Regions from separate parts of the Rattus norvegicus genome. Here region 2 is linked to region 1. A link is a contact called in public Hi-C data. All regions are on one chromosome and are shown on one strand. The core of a region is the stretch at or near the end of the contact, and the rest is flanking DNA. Distances in the headings are between cores, read along the strand shown. Region 1 overlaps Fyn (FYN proto-oncogene, Src family tyrosine kinase). Region 2 holds the start of Traf3ip2 (Traf3 interacting protein 2).

Region 1 (6,785 bases), core at 3,538-6,037:
AGCTGGACCTGTCTTAGCTAGGTCTTCCTGGACGATGACTATTTCAGTCACCTACTTGTCCAAAGCCTTGTAGAATGCTTTTTTAATTCTCAGGCCTTATAATTTCTGCAGTGACAAAATCCAGCCTTCCTTCGGCTGTGTTTAAGCAGACCTTCAATATGGCCAACTAAATTCACTCTACTCAAGCTTGCCCCCGGCCTTGGGAGAGCCCGGAGTCCAGTGTGGGACTGCCTTCTTTCGTTGGGCTGAGGGCAAGGGAAGGTACACGGATCGCAACCCTTTCCTGAGGGACTCCAGACAGAAAGGGTAAGGAACAGAGGCTAGCATTTCCTCAGGAACAGTTCCAAAGCCCAACAAGCGCTGGAAATGAGGAAGCTTTTATAACTCACTCAGCGGCATTGCAAACCTGAACCTGCTGAGGTTTGGTCTTCTTGTATTGTAATGCTGTGCGTGTGCGTGTTGTGTATGTGTGTGGTGTGTGTGTATGTGTGTGTGTATATGTATGTGTGGTGTGTGTATGTGCGTATGTGTGTGTGTATGTGTGTGTGGTATGTATGTGCATATGTGTGTGTGTATGTGTGTGTATGTGCGTATGTGTCTTTATGTGTGTGTGGTGTGTGTGTATGTATGCGTGTGGGTGATGTGCGTGTGTGTGTGCATGTGCGTATGTGTATGTGTTGTATATGTGTGTGTGTGGTGTGTGTGTATGTGCATATGTGTATGTGCATATGTGTGTGTATATGTGTGTGTATGTGTGTATATGTATGTGTGTATGTGTCTGTGTGTATGTGTGTGTGCATGTGTGTGTATGTGTGTGTATGTATGTGTGTATGTGTGTGTGCACATGTGTGCGTATGTGTGGACCCAGAGATGTGCATGTAGATCTGGGACCCTCCCCAAGTTATTTCTGATTGGTAAACAAAGATGGCAACAGCCAATAGCTGGGCAGGAAAGACATAGGTAGGGTTTAGGTTTCCTGGGCTTGGGGTAGGGACAGGGAGAAAGGAGGAGGAGGAGGTAAAGAAGGACAGAGAAACTGCCACAGGTTAGGAGGCCTGACACTGAGGGTTTGCCACCTGGAGCTAAGAACAGCCCAAGTGAAACTTAGTAATAACTCGGGGTTATCAATGTCAGTAGATTCTGACAGCATCGGTGGTAGGTATCTGCCGAGCTCTGGTGCTGATTGAGGCTTACTGTAAATACAACGGTTGTGTGTGTCTTTTATCTGTGAACTAAATGGTCAAAGGTGGCTACAAACCCTGGATTGGGATTAAAAGTTTCTACAAACACACACCAGCCACAAACACTTCCTGCTGTGAGGCCTTGATGGCTTCCTCCCTAAGTTCCGTCCCAGACGCTCCTTCTGGGTTATGTAACATGTCAGGACACTGACTTTTAAAAAAAATGTCTGATTCCAATGTGTATTTGCTCCTGGGGGACTGGCTGAGAAGCTGGGGCCCAAAGACAGCTATCTCTAGTCCAGACAGCCTGTAGGGCCAAGACCAGAGCACAGCCATACACAGGGAATGGCGTTCTTTGAAGCACAATTGAGTAGACAAAACTCTCAGTGTCATGGTGTTTCTGGAACTGTACACAGTTTGAGTCTGCAGGACTCTCCCTTGTCCTGGCTCCTGCCAGGAGCCCCTGGAGGAAAGAAGCTTAGGGGTGCCACAGTAGATTCTCCCTAGAAGCTACAACCACTCCCCAAATGCATCTCACAGCATTAACCTGGCACCGATTGCACAGCACAGCACCGCAGAATTCAATTAACTACTTTCCCATGATTCCGTGAATCATTTGTCAGTAAATGGTTTATTTTATTTAAAAAAAAAAAAAAACCAAACTCCTCAGATGGAAATATTTCTTTTCTTTAAACTTTTAATTCAGTCTCTGCCAATGGAAAGTTTAACTGGCCATTTGGGTCAAGCCTATTTTTCCAGTGCTCCACCCAAGACTTGGACATAGCAGAGGTGACAACCGAAAACAGCATGTCAGATTTGCCAAGAAGGCCTCCTTCCTGGGTAGCTGTAGCCATGGGACAGAGCCATACCTCAGTACATGCAGAGTGATGACTGGGTCAGGCCTGAAGACCACACTGTCAGCTTTGATACCCAGCCTGCTACCTCCTTTCCCACGGCACCCCACCCCCACCCCATTTCTCCTTTCTTCTCGTGTGCTCTCTCCAGACCTCCGGGAGTCCAGGGAGTATATAAACAATTCTATGCATTGACTGAAACACACACATACCAAAGACAGCTTTGCCAAAAGAGCAGGCTATTAGACACCGCAACTGGCTGAGTGACAAGCGTAACAGCGCTAGCTGTCTTCCAACCAACCAGAGGCCAGAACACAATGGGCGGTCCTGCAGACCTGGTACTTCCTCAGCCAACCAGAGGCCAGAACACAATGGGCGGTCCTGCAGACCTGGCACTTCCTCAACAAACCTCGGCAATGGTCAAGATGTTCTAGATCAGCAAGGATTCAGTGAGTTTTTAATTCATAAACAGTACTTCAGTTAAGTACACCATGGTAATATTCCAAAAAAATACCCATTGCCCAGGTTGGTCTCAACTCTCTTCTGTGCTCCCACAGCTCAAGAGAATAGCAGTCTCTGCTCTTCCTTTGAAGAGGGCCCGTTCTGGGGGGCTGCTTTTCCAGGACCCAGGTGAGCCCTGCGCTCAGAGTTCTCCACAGCCCTCTGCTCTGAGGTCTCCCTTTAATTTTTCTTTCGTGTTTTCAAACATAGTCACGGCTGTAACGGATCTAGTCCTTCTGCCCCAAACACTGTAGCTGTGAGCCTCTGGCCAAGCGGACTGTGCTCACTTCCTGACGTTATCACCATATTATTCTTTCCGTATTATTCTTTCTGAGTCATTTTGCTGGTTTCCTTCTCAAACACAAGGGGTCAAGTCTCCAACTCTTCCTTTCAAATCCAGACGTTGTACAGTTGCCAACATGGACTGTCCTATGTATGTATGTATGTATGTATGTATGTATGTATGTATGTATGTATGTGTGTGTGTGTGTGTTTTTTTCCCCCCTCCTTTTCTTGTGGGTATCAGTATTATTCTTTGAGTTGTACAAGAACTCAGTAGAGCCTCCCTGCTTTTCTTTCTGGTTCTTGAGGGAAGGAATAAAAGTGGCTTCCATAGGCAGAACACTTAACAGCCGTCACTTCTCATACTCTGTACCTCTTGGCAGGGGACCTGATGTGCTCGGGTCTCCTTTTGTTAAACACCTTGCTGTCAGTTGCTTAGGACAAGGTCTTGGGACAAGGTCTTACCAAAGAAATCTTAACACTTTACTGCTTACCACTTGTGTGGCCTTCTCAAGGGACCTCAGAGCAGCCATACCTGTACTTAGGGGTTTATTTTCTAGTCACGCATGGGTTTCCCCATGGCTGTAGGAATCTGGACACCTGCACTGTGTAAATAAATGTTATAACAATGGGAGATGATACTCAGGTTATCTGAGATCAGATTTCTTTTGTAAACCGAGCTTTTCATTCAAAGGGAACGATACTACACTGTGTCTGGATGAGGCCTTCTGTCTGAGGCCCCTTGCTTCCCTGTGTAAGCTCTCTTAAAAACCCATCTGTCTGCTCGCTCTTGAGAGCTGCCGCATGGGTGCTGGGAGGAAGGACGCGGAGTTAATGGAGCTTGCTCTTCGAGCCTGCACTGCACCATGGAATATGTTATCGGATTACCCAGTGTTTTCCCTTATCTCACGAGAACGGCCAGGAGGCTTTGGGAGCTGCTTCGTGGATCGGAGTACAAATCCGGGGCAGAGGCCTGCTGACCAGAGGGCACAGATGAAAATAAACGACTGACCCCGAGAAGTTGCAATAATTACTAGTTTTGTTTACTGTTGCCCATCTCACCAATCACCTGGGGCAGCTGTTTTTATTACAACTGCTGTATTGATAACATCAGAAATGGTGGGCGGGAGAACCACAGCACACAGAGGTTATTTGAAGTGGATAGTGTAGTATGTATGATTCTTTCTGGGCTTTTCTTTTTTTGTTCTCTTTCTCTTTACTTTTGGAGACAAGGTCTTGCTATGCAGCCCAGGCTGACCTCAAACTAACAGTAGTCCTCCTGCCCCCGTCTCCCAAGGGCTGGGATTACAGGCCTGAGCTTTTGATAATACAGTGCTATGAAGATCTCCTGTTTTCTGAAAGAAGTGAAAAAGAGGGTGAAGGCGTCGGCATGGAGGCAGGGGCCTGACCCACAGCTAAGACCAGTGTGCTGCTGTGTTCAGGTACCACTGGGAGGATACCCCTTCCTAGTGCCCTCCGGCTTCACACACAGCCTTCTATCCTCCTTTCTATCCTCTTATCAGCCATGTCGGCCAAGAGAAACCTTGCAGGGGAGGCAAGAGCATTCTGTGCTCTCTGACAGAACACAGTGAACTAAAGGGGGGCTCTGACCCTGGGGACCACAGGCTGGGAAGGTAGAGGACCTTGCTTGTTCTTGCTCTGCTATGGGTGGTTGTTCTCAGACTGTTTCTCGTCTGCAAAGTCCAAACCTTCCTCCTGGAGGGAGAGTCTGCCCGTCAGCAGCTAGAACACAGGACTGACTACCTGTGATCTCACGGGGAGGGGCAGAGCAGGTGCTCAGCTCTTTACGAGATGCTAGCACGTTTGCTAGCTCACCTTACCTCTCCGAGTCATTACCGAGTGACTGGATCTGCTCAAGGAAGTCGAGCAGCTGACACTTGCTGAATGATCTGAGTGCACTTCAAACGCATGGATACACGGATTTGCTTAGGGGAACAGCCCTGCTCGGCCAGATCCTGCCAGTACACAAGCGGTGATTCAGTCAAGGGCCACAGCACAGCATGGCCAGGACATTCTGCCTACCGGGTTACTGGAATATGAAATTTGAACACGAGGTCAACTTCCCAGAACTTTGGAACAGATGCTACCTTGTGGCTAGGAACATTCACACCGTGTCAGCCATATAATATGTGAGGTTAACTGGGCAGAGTTAGAAAGTTCTGTAGGCTTTGAGCCGGCTTTAAAAATATTTAAAAGCCTGTGAGTTTTCTCTTTTTAAATTTAATTTTCTTTCTACTTTTATTCACACATTCCTTTATTTGCTTCTACAGAGTCTACTGTGGACAGACACTGCTGGGAATCAGAACACAGAACATGCCCTGTTCCCCTCAAGCAAGGCAGAGCTGCTGGGAAGTCCAGACAGAAGGAGAGAGAAACATTCCAGGGGCATACGGTGCACACCTTTAATCTCAGCACTTGGGAGAGAGCATCAGGCAGATAGAACTCTGCAAGTTCGAGGTCAGGCTTGGGTCTATCTAGCCAGTTCTAGGCTAACACAGTGAGACCCTGTCACAAACAAGTGTCTTGGTGTGTTCAAGATGTGAAGGGAGAGAGACAGCAGAGACATCCAAAGACAGAGCTTTCCCTCAGTACTGCTCCCTTCACACACAGTAAGAGCACACTCACGTCGACAAAACGAAACTACACCTAAGGCTCTGGGGACATTGCAAAGAGGGGGTAGAAAGATTGTAAGAGCCAGGGGACAGGAGTTCTGTGAGGCTGTGTCTCCTAGTAACATCAGAAGCTACACTTGTAAAGTCTCACCGATATCACTGCCTAAACATGACCTGAACCAGGAGGACACCAATGGGCATGCCAACCAAATGGGAGGAGTCCAATGAAGCCTGAACCCTACCCAAAGAATTATAGGCAACTGAGTGAAGCTGGAGTGAGACAGGTGGCCCTCCCCAGGGAAAAGCACGCCACCTAGTCATTTAGTGTGGAATGATCAGCCCCAAAAACATAACCCAAGTAACAGTGTACGGACTCAACAGGATATCTATATATCTATATCTATATCTAGATTCATCTATGCACGAAATATCAATTGATGAAACAAGAGGTTGTGAATTTGGAGTAGGAAGGAGTAACTGGGAAGGTGTGGAGGGAGTCCAGGCGAAGGAGAAACATTGTAACTAGAATACAAGCTCAAAACTAAAGGAGAACATTGTAACTAGAACACAAGCTCAAAAGTAAAGGAGAAACATTGTAACTAGAATACAAGCTCAAAAGTAAAGGAGAAACATTGTAACTAGAACACAAGCTCAAAAGTAAACAGCAACAAAAAGAGTAAAAGCTTGCTTGCTAACAATCCTGCAAGACAACCCAGCCATTACTTTGAGCCTCAGGCTCCCCCTACCCTACCGCCTCCACAGGTGTGCACAGTGCCCCTAGACACCACCTGGCCCAAGTCTAGCTCCTATCAGAGATAAACTCAGCGAGCACCTCTTAGTGACTTCCACTGTCACCATCTCCTAATCATGTTCCTCTTTTGCTCCACTCAATGCTACCAGCCAGGAGGGAGTGCAGTCCATTGGTTTGTATTGCACATCTTCTTCAAGAAAACCTCTCCCAAGGGTAGGAAGTCTCATTGCTTCACTGCTACAATCCTTTCATCTGGAAAAGCACTCGATGTAAATTCAGTAAATATGTGTGGACTGAGTGTGCAAGGTGCAGCCTTCTGGAGTTATCTGGAGGGCAAGGGGAAGCCCTGGGCACCTTTAACCGGGGCCAGAGTGAGACAACTCATCTGCTTTCCAGGATAACACTTCTGCTGGCGACAATGACAGAATGGTGGATGACTAGGGGAGGAAGGGAGAGACCGGGGGCAGGAAGTTCCATTAGGAGGTCACTACCCAGTGGTGACAGCTTAATACAGGCAGTGGCAGTGAAGGCAGAGGGGGAAAGAATTTGAGAAAGCTTCTAGGGGTGAAACGTCAGGCTAAAA
Region 2 (7,382 bases), core at 4,653-7,152, 59 kb before region 1:
CTACCTCTGGCCACCACAGGCAACCACACTCACATGTATACTACACACACACACACACACACACACACACACACACACACTCTTAAACACACTTAAAAAATCACTAAAAACCAAAACATTTAAATTAACATAAAAATAATTCTTTGCACTAGGCTAAGAAGAGAGAGACACCTCTAGGCTACCCTTGGCCCAAGGGCTACAGGTTACCAAGTACTCCAAAAGGTTATGCAGATGTGGCAAATAGTAAGCCAGATAACATGGGTCTGGTTAAGAAGGGTTGCCCTCTTTGACCTATCTTTCGTTAATCTTCACTGAATGGTGGTTATTCCTGAAACACAATAACTCATTTAATTCTCACTGTGACCTGAGTTGACGGGTACTGCTGTTGGTTCTGTTGTATAATGGAGAAACTGAGGTACAGGGAGGCTAAAGAATTTTCTCAAGGTCCTATGGCCAGTAGCAGTTCAGCCCTAGAACCTGTGGGATGAACAGCCTGCGCGGAGGCTGTTTATCTGGGTGGGCAGGCAGCCAACAAGGATTCTGAACTTTCACCTTGACCTGAAGGGGCGTGGACACACCTCTCCAATGGACACACCCCTCCAATGGACACACCCCTCCAGCGCTCTGTAAAGCTGCAAGGAGGCAGCCAGTGTTTCCTTCCCTCAAGCAGTCACAAAGGAGGGTGCCAGCAGACTGCAGAGGCATCTTGATTTGAAAAAAAAAAAAAAAAAAAAAAAGCACTTGATTGGATCTCCTTAATTTTTAATCACAAACTGAATTCAAAATAAATTGAAACCTGGTTGACAGAGCACCAAGGACGATGATAAATGGCGATGGTGCCCGAAAGGGGATCGCTTCCAGGAGATGTCTCTGAGGCAAAGACTGGTGGGTTGTGTCCCTGGAAGAAGAGTAACAGTACAGCCAGGAGGAGGGCAGGAGTGAGCAGCCCACATAATTAATACGAGGCACAACAGTTCCCAAGTAATCAAGACAAGCTGATCACCAGCCGATTGGATTTGTGGATTGTATTTTGAGATGGATTCATGGATCCTGGCGTTGAAATCCTGATCCTCCTGCCTCCACCTCCTACATGCCAAGATTATAGGCACGTGCCACTATATAGGCTGAATTTTTTTAAAAAAAAATGTGTCTGCGTGTTTGTTGGTATGGGGTACGGTGTGATGTGCACTCACTCGATCCATATCGTGTCCTCCACAACTGCAGGTCCGTACATGTAGAGGACAGAGTTCCGTGCTGTATTTCTACGATCCACCTTATATACTGAGGCAAGGTGTCTCCCACCTCAATGTTGTGGGTAGCCATTTTGCTCTTCAGCTTCCCTGGCTCTGTCTCCCAAACACTGGAGATTCCAGGAGGGCTGCCACACATGCTTGGCTCTTGGGTGGATTCTGTGGGTCTGAACTCCAGCTCAAAACTTGGGCAACAAGCAATCTACCCCACAGAGACATCTCCCTAGTCCTGAATTTTTTTTCTTTTTCTTTCTTTCTTTTTATTTTTAGAACTGGGGACCGAACCCAGGGCCTCAAGCGCTCTACCGCTGAGCTAAATCCTCAACCCCGTCCTGACGTTCTTTTAAAAAACAAAAATACTGTTTGAGTTACCAAGAGGGCCGTAGAGTCCTAAAGGCATACAACGGCACGAATATTTCAGGTGGCAGTAAGAAATAACTATATATCCATTAATAATAATTCGGAGGATCCTAAACTCTAACTTAGATCAGATCTTTTCTTATAGTTTTTTCAAGATGGGATTTCTTTTGTGTAGCCCTGGCTGTCCTGGAATTCACCCTGTAGACCAGGCTGGCCTCTAATTCAGAGATCTGCCTGCTTCTGCCTTCCTACTGCTGGAACTAAAGGCATGCGTCACCACCACCCGACCTGGATCAGATATTTTCAATCACAGATTCTCAAGGTGTTTTTTATTCCCCAGAGAATAATTTAGATTTTCTTTTTTCCATTTATTTATTGTTTATATAATGCACTGGGATACCACGGTACCCAGGAATAGGTTCTTTACACCTTGTCGATCCCTAGGATCAAGCTAAGGTTGTCAGGATTGGTGACAAGTACCTCTACAAGCCGGGTCATCTTGCTGGTCACAAAGAGTAACATTTTTTAGTGTTTCTAATCACAGATTTTTTAAAAATATCTGTGAACTCGTTAATTTCCTTGCCTACTGCCCAAATGTATGCAAATTATCCTAAGATTGGTTTGGCTAGTAGAAGACTAGTCCAGCTCACCCGAGTGACCCAAACCCCAGGGAGCAAACTTCCAAGCTTACTTGCAGAATTTCCCTGAGAGAGAAGCTGTTCAAGTACGATTTGCCAGAGTCTCTGAGGCGGCGTGAGCCGTGTTGACACGGGGACATTTGCTGCACCTTACGAGGAAGACTCACAACAAGCCCAGGGCGGTCATAGTGCTCTGCTCTGTAAAGTGGACTTGGGACTTCGTGCTGAACTTGAAAGGGGGAAGGGAGACTTCTGGGATCAGACCGCCTACCACACTGAGAGCTGGTAATAAAAACATTTAGAGAAACAACCTCAAGCTGGGTCAGGAGTTTTTGTTGCCACTGTCTGTCTGTCTGTCTGTCTGTCTGTCTGTCTGTCTGTCTGTGTGCTTGCTTCACATAAGGCGCTCTTTCTAGTGTACCTAATTCAGCTCAGGCCACAGAGTGAAGTGGAAGGGACAGGAAGGGTATGGAGGAGAGGAAAAGGCCTGGGAATCCGTAGGGCTATGAGAGGGAAGAAGACCTTGTAATCTAGGCGGGTTACAGGTACAGGAAGGGTCTGGGGCGAGGCACGCATGCGCAGAGTGGGCCAGGGGCCAGGATGACTAGGCAGATGACTCAGGATAGAAAAAGTTCAGAGATGAGCATGAGAGCGGAGAGGAGTGGCAGAGAGGGCTGGGCACAGGATTCCAATGCGGCAAAGGAGCCAGGTTTCCTTCATCGCTCAGGGAGTTGCCAAGACCCCATTCGGACTGGGTCTGCTGGGTGTTAAAGGGGAACAGGCTGCGTGAGGGTCTCCCACCTACCCAAACATCTTGCTTTCAGCAGTGCCATCAGGGAACCGAGCCAAAGTGGCAGCAAGCTAAGGACTGACACATGGACGAAAGGCCACCCTTCCATGGCTGCTTTAAAGCCGATGGTCCCTGAGAAGGCCTGTGTGCACACCTGTATACAAGAAGAGTGAGCAGAGCAGAGCGCCAAGTTTGGAGGAGCCAAGTGGGCTCTAGGAGGCATGCTGGGCCGGAGACAAGGAATGTGGGATGGGAGGGAGGGAGCTGTGTTTCCGGAACTAAAACAGGAGAAGCCTGGAGGACAGCTTCTAGATTCCAGCCATCAGATGCTTCTTGGGGAAGGCCAGTTGGATTACTTTGATAAAGAAATAGGATCCAGGTTTAAGGGCCATTTAATTGGCTATGGAAGGACCTGGAAGTTGGCCACACCTCCACCTGTGCTCATTCCTACAGCAGCTGCCTGTAGTTCATATGGACGTGAACTAATCTAAAATCGCCTGCTGCAGAAAATGATTTGAATTCAGGATCTATCTGAGATTTCCACTCTGCAATGTGTAAGACATTGATTTCCTTTAGACAAACTCCGCCACCGTAATCTACCTAGGACTTTCTCCTCTTTAATTTTCAGTGTGTCTGAAAGTCACTAACCCTTCATCCAGGGAGGTACAGGCTTGAACACTGTGTGTCTTTGGGCTCTCTGAGAATCGCTAGGCTAGGAACATACCCCACCCCACCCCCCTGGGTCCTGCCACGTTGTCTGGCCCCTCGCCCTGCTCAAGGCGGCCCCACGAAGTGAACACGTCAGAATGGCTGCATCACCCACCTCCTCACACTTGTCCTGTGTGGAATGACTTGGAAGAACACCAGATTAAGAGTGGCTGTAGTGGACCGTCTACCATCAAAGAGGGTCTGACAGAAATACAGCTGCTACCCCGGTTTCAGATGGTAACACTCTGGGATTTGAAATAAGAAGCAAGAAGTCGCCACAAGCAAATGTGTTGGGAGTCTGGTGCCCTTATTCCGGAATACATAGTGGTGTCTGGTACAGACCTCATGGACACCCTACAGAGAGTTTAACAATACCCAAAGTTCCAAACCAGTCCCCTCAGCCAGAACCTGCTGGAACTGTACTGACTGTCAGGAATTGCTCAAAAGAAACAATAATAATGTTCCTTAAAGCAGTGGTTTGGAAGAGGTTAAGGATCCAGTGCGTCTGCCAGCCAGTAATGACTCCAATCAGTCGTCAGCCTTACATGGGGCTGATGGGTTTCTGTTCCCTTTCCCCTCCCATTAAAGGCCCACACACGGACTGTTTGTGGCCTGGAGTGCCTTCTGATCCAGCTCCTGGCCTCTGCCACGGGATTATCTGCCAGCTCTGGAGCCTGCCTTGCCTCTCAGCAAACACATGGGACATGAGCTAAATTCAAGAAATCCCATTTCCCCCTATGTGGTTAAAGCCAGAAATGATGGCTGGATTCTAGGCAGCTCTCCTGCAGAGCTGGTCTGATACCCCACGCCCACCCCACCCCCATCACTCCCCCCCACTCCCCCCCCCACACCCCTGCCACAGGCTGCCTGCCCTGACAGCTGCTTTACCTTTGGCCCGGAAAGCAGATGAGGGAAATTGAAAAACATTTTTTTTTTAAGTTTACGTGTAAGATTGAGTGCCTCTACAGCGTTTGATGACATGTCAAGTTCTGGGGGCTGGAAAATATAAGAAGCAAAGCCTTCCTAATGCACTAGTAGCAGAGGTAAATTTTATATGTGTAATAATCAGCAAATAAAACATGCTTTAGAGACCACCCATCATGGTACCCTTCTGGGACTGCCCTGGCCTTGTTTCCTTAGAAAGGAATTTAGACATAAGCATGTTAGTGCCTGGGCGCCCACATGCGTGTACACACATACACACACACGCTCTGCAGATGAAGAAATCCAGGCTTCTGGGAGCCAGCGAGAATTGCTCAAGAGATGGACCCACGCAAAGTGGAGGGAGAACTTGGACGGCAAGTTTTCTGTCCTCTTCTTCAATTATTAATTTGGTTTCTTTCCACTGACTCCCTTTTAAAAAAAAAAGTCTGTGTGTGTGTCTAAGAGGCCACTGTGAACTAGGAAGTCGCAGAGAAGGCGGCGGCTTCTAAGATCCAGTGTTTCTCTCCTGGCATTCCCAGCAACATCCAGACCCAGCAAATGACTGGCTAAGGGGAATGGAGGCCTGCCGGGGTGTGAGGGTGGGGGCGTCGAGTACTTTCTAACCCGAGAATGTGCTGTTGGTATTTTCTCCCAGCATAAAATAGGGAAAAACTGGGAGTTGGCCTTCCTGCCAGTGTCTTGGGCTGAAAGCCAAGTACTTAATCCTTTCTATCATGGCTCCTTCCTTTGAGAAACAGTTTTGATTCGTTTTAAAGACAGGTTCTCGCTACGTCACCCAGGCTGGCCTTGAACTCACTACGTACCTGGATTTCTTGACAGCTAACTATGAGTACTGAAAACTCCAAGCAGTTTTGTGGCGGTGTGTCCCTCCCCTTAAAGAGTTAATTAAGCAGCCCCGCGGCCTGCCCGAGAGAAACCCTAAAGAGGCGCCACATTCTTGCAGGAACTCAGTCTGTCCCAGCTCAAACTGCCCTCCAGATGAACAAGGTAAAGGTGGGGACATGGGGACATGAGGGCGGAGGGAAGTGAGATCTGGCGACCGGGAAGGCAGTGGACTGGAAAGCCGGTCAGTGGTTAAAGAGGTCAGAGCAGGCAGGGACCAATGAGCTCGCTTACCTAAGATCGCCACCGACAGACGGGCCCAGGGGGTGGTCGCGGGCTCTGCTCTCCGGGATCCACCTCGGGCCGCTCAGACCTCCCTCGCCCTCTCCAGGTCCAGGTAAGTGGTGGAGCAGGCTCTCGAGCAGGAAGTGGATGCTGTATGCAAATCTCTACGGAGAGGAAGCCTCTGCTCAGCAGTCTCCCCGTGGGGCAGTGAATCAACCGCTGAGAACTGACTTTACTTCTTAAAACAGAAACCTCCCGCGTTTACCAGAGAGAACCAGCAGCCAATTAGGCTGCATCCTGCTTTTACCACACAGATAAGAAAACTGTGAGGAATGCCCCGGGCTTCTGGGTTACTGCGGCGGGCGCCTGAGAAGGCGTCTCTTGGAGACTGAACTTGAGTATTCAGACTGCTGATTCTTGAGCGCCTTCAAACGAAGAAACCTGGGCCCGGTAATGGGAGGGAATGGGAAGCAAGAGCTTATAACTGAGTCTTTTAACTCACTAAAACAGACTTGCTGCCCGTAACTAAGGGGCAAAGGGTTCACTGCCTATATCCCTGTGCTGGACTGTATTCTCTCACACACATACACATACACACACACACACACACACACACACACACACACACACACACACAGCCCTCCGGCTTCTCATTTCACAATCTTAAGTTTATTTCTTTCTTTTTCCCTTTGTTTATTCAGTGCTCTACGGAATTTATTGCACAGACGGGGATCCTGGAGGCAGAAGGATGCCACGGTGGTGTTTATGGGTAATATAAATCCAGGTTACTTCCAAGGCATTGGAGGGTGATGGGAGCCAGCCCGCGTGTGAACTCCTTCAGGCCACCAGCCAGCATCGCAGCCCCTGAACTCCCCCCTCCCCCACAGAAGGTGTCTCAGACTGAGCCAGTCCTGTCTCCCCATTCGCACACACAGGGGACACCGCCCAGAATGCCCTCAATCAGGTTGCCCAAGTATTACACGTAAAGTTGTGCCACACATAATAAGCAAAGGGAATGTGGCTTGTTTTTAAAACTTTAGAATAAAGGTGGTACAGTTGTTGGTGTGTTTTTACAATGAAGTACTATTTAGCTGTGAAAAAACAATGGATATTTGTATTAACTATTTGTATAAAATGACATGGAGAAGTGGCTTTGAGAAAGTATTTGGAAAAAAACATTTTTGACAATATATATGGTCACACAGAGAGAGAGACAGAGACAGAGACAGAGAGAAAGAGAGACAGAGACAGAGAGATATTAGATTTATGTGTCCCCAGCATCTGGGACACTGCCCATGACATTATAGGCAATCACTGTATACCTGTTGAATCATCTAGTCAGAAATGTGTGAGCTGAGCCTGGAAGCCTTCTGCTTCAAAATTATTATTAGATCTTAGTGGTTGGGGGAAACCAGCATTCTGCGTGGAATGACTGGAACCAGGATAATGGGGCAGGGGACTCTATCAACATTGGAATGAGAACAGGAAAGGGGAGACAAATGGGAGGGGAGAGCAGCGGGAGGGGGAGTAGGGCTGAGTAGAGCCCCAGAGGTGTTTCTGGAAACCTCTGCCTTTGGAACCCTT

What was found. A called contact is a pair of places that touch in the nucleus more often than the background predicts.
Region 2: a contact with region 1 is called in a Hi-C map of kidney, with 2.7 times the contacts expected there. The contact joins the promoter of Traf3ip2 here to the enhancer-like site in region 1. A contact is called at or near these places in 4 of 12 Hi-C or Micro-C datasets (frontal cortex, kidney and mammary epithelial cells).

The regions. Positions count from the first base shown.
Region 1 is chr20:44,505,338-44,512,122 of GRCr8, reverse strand. The region is part of intron 13 of Fyn (FYN proto-oncogene, Src family tyrosine kinase); the gene reads right to left. Among named protein-coding and RNA genes, the nearest start is that of Traf3ip2, 57 kb to the left of the region's middle. Within about 2 kb of position 4,787, at least 8 of the 93 cell types and tissues checked have an H3K27ac peak or open chromatin away from gene starts, as enhancers often do. A contact at or near this core is called in kidney, where this site is marked.
Region 2 is chr20:44,564,557-44,571,938 of GRCr8, reverse strand. Traf3ip2 (Traf3 interacting protein 2) reads right to left here and starts at 5,902. Exons shown (of 9, transcript NM_001044248.1): 1 at 5,808-5,902. LOC108349084 (a long non-coding RNA gene) reads left to right here and starts at 4,672. Exons shown (of 3, transcript XR_001842493.3): 1 at 4,672-5,678; 2 at 5,905-6,248; 3 at 6,500-6,864. LOC134483822 (a long non-coding RNA gene) reads left to right here. Exons shown (of 4, transcript XR_010060888.1): 4 at 1-1,607.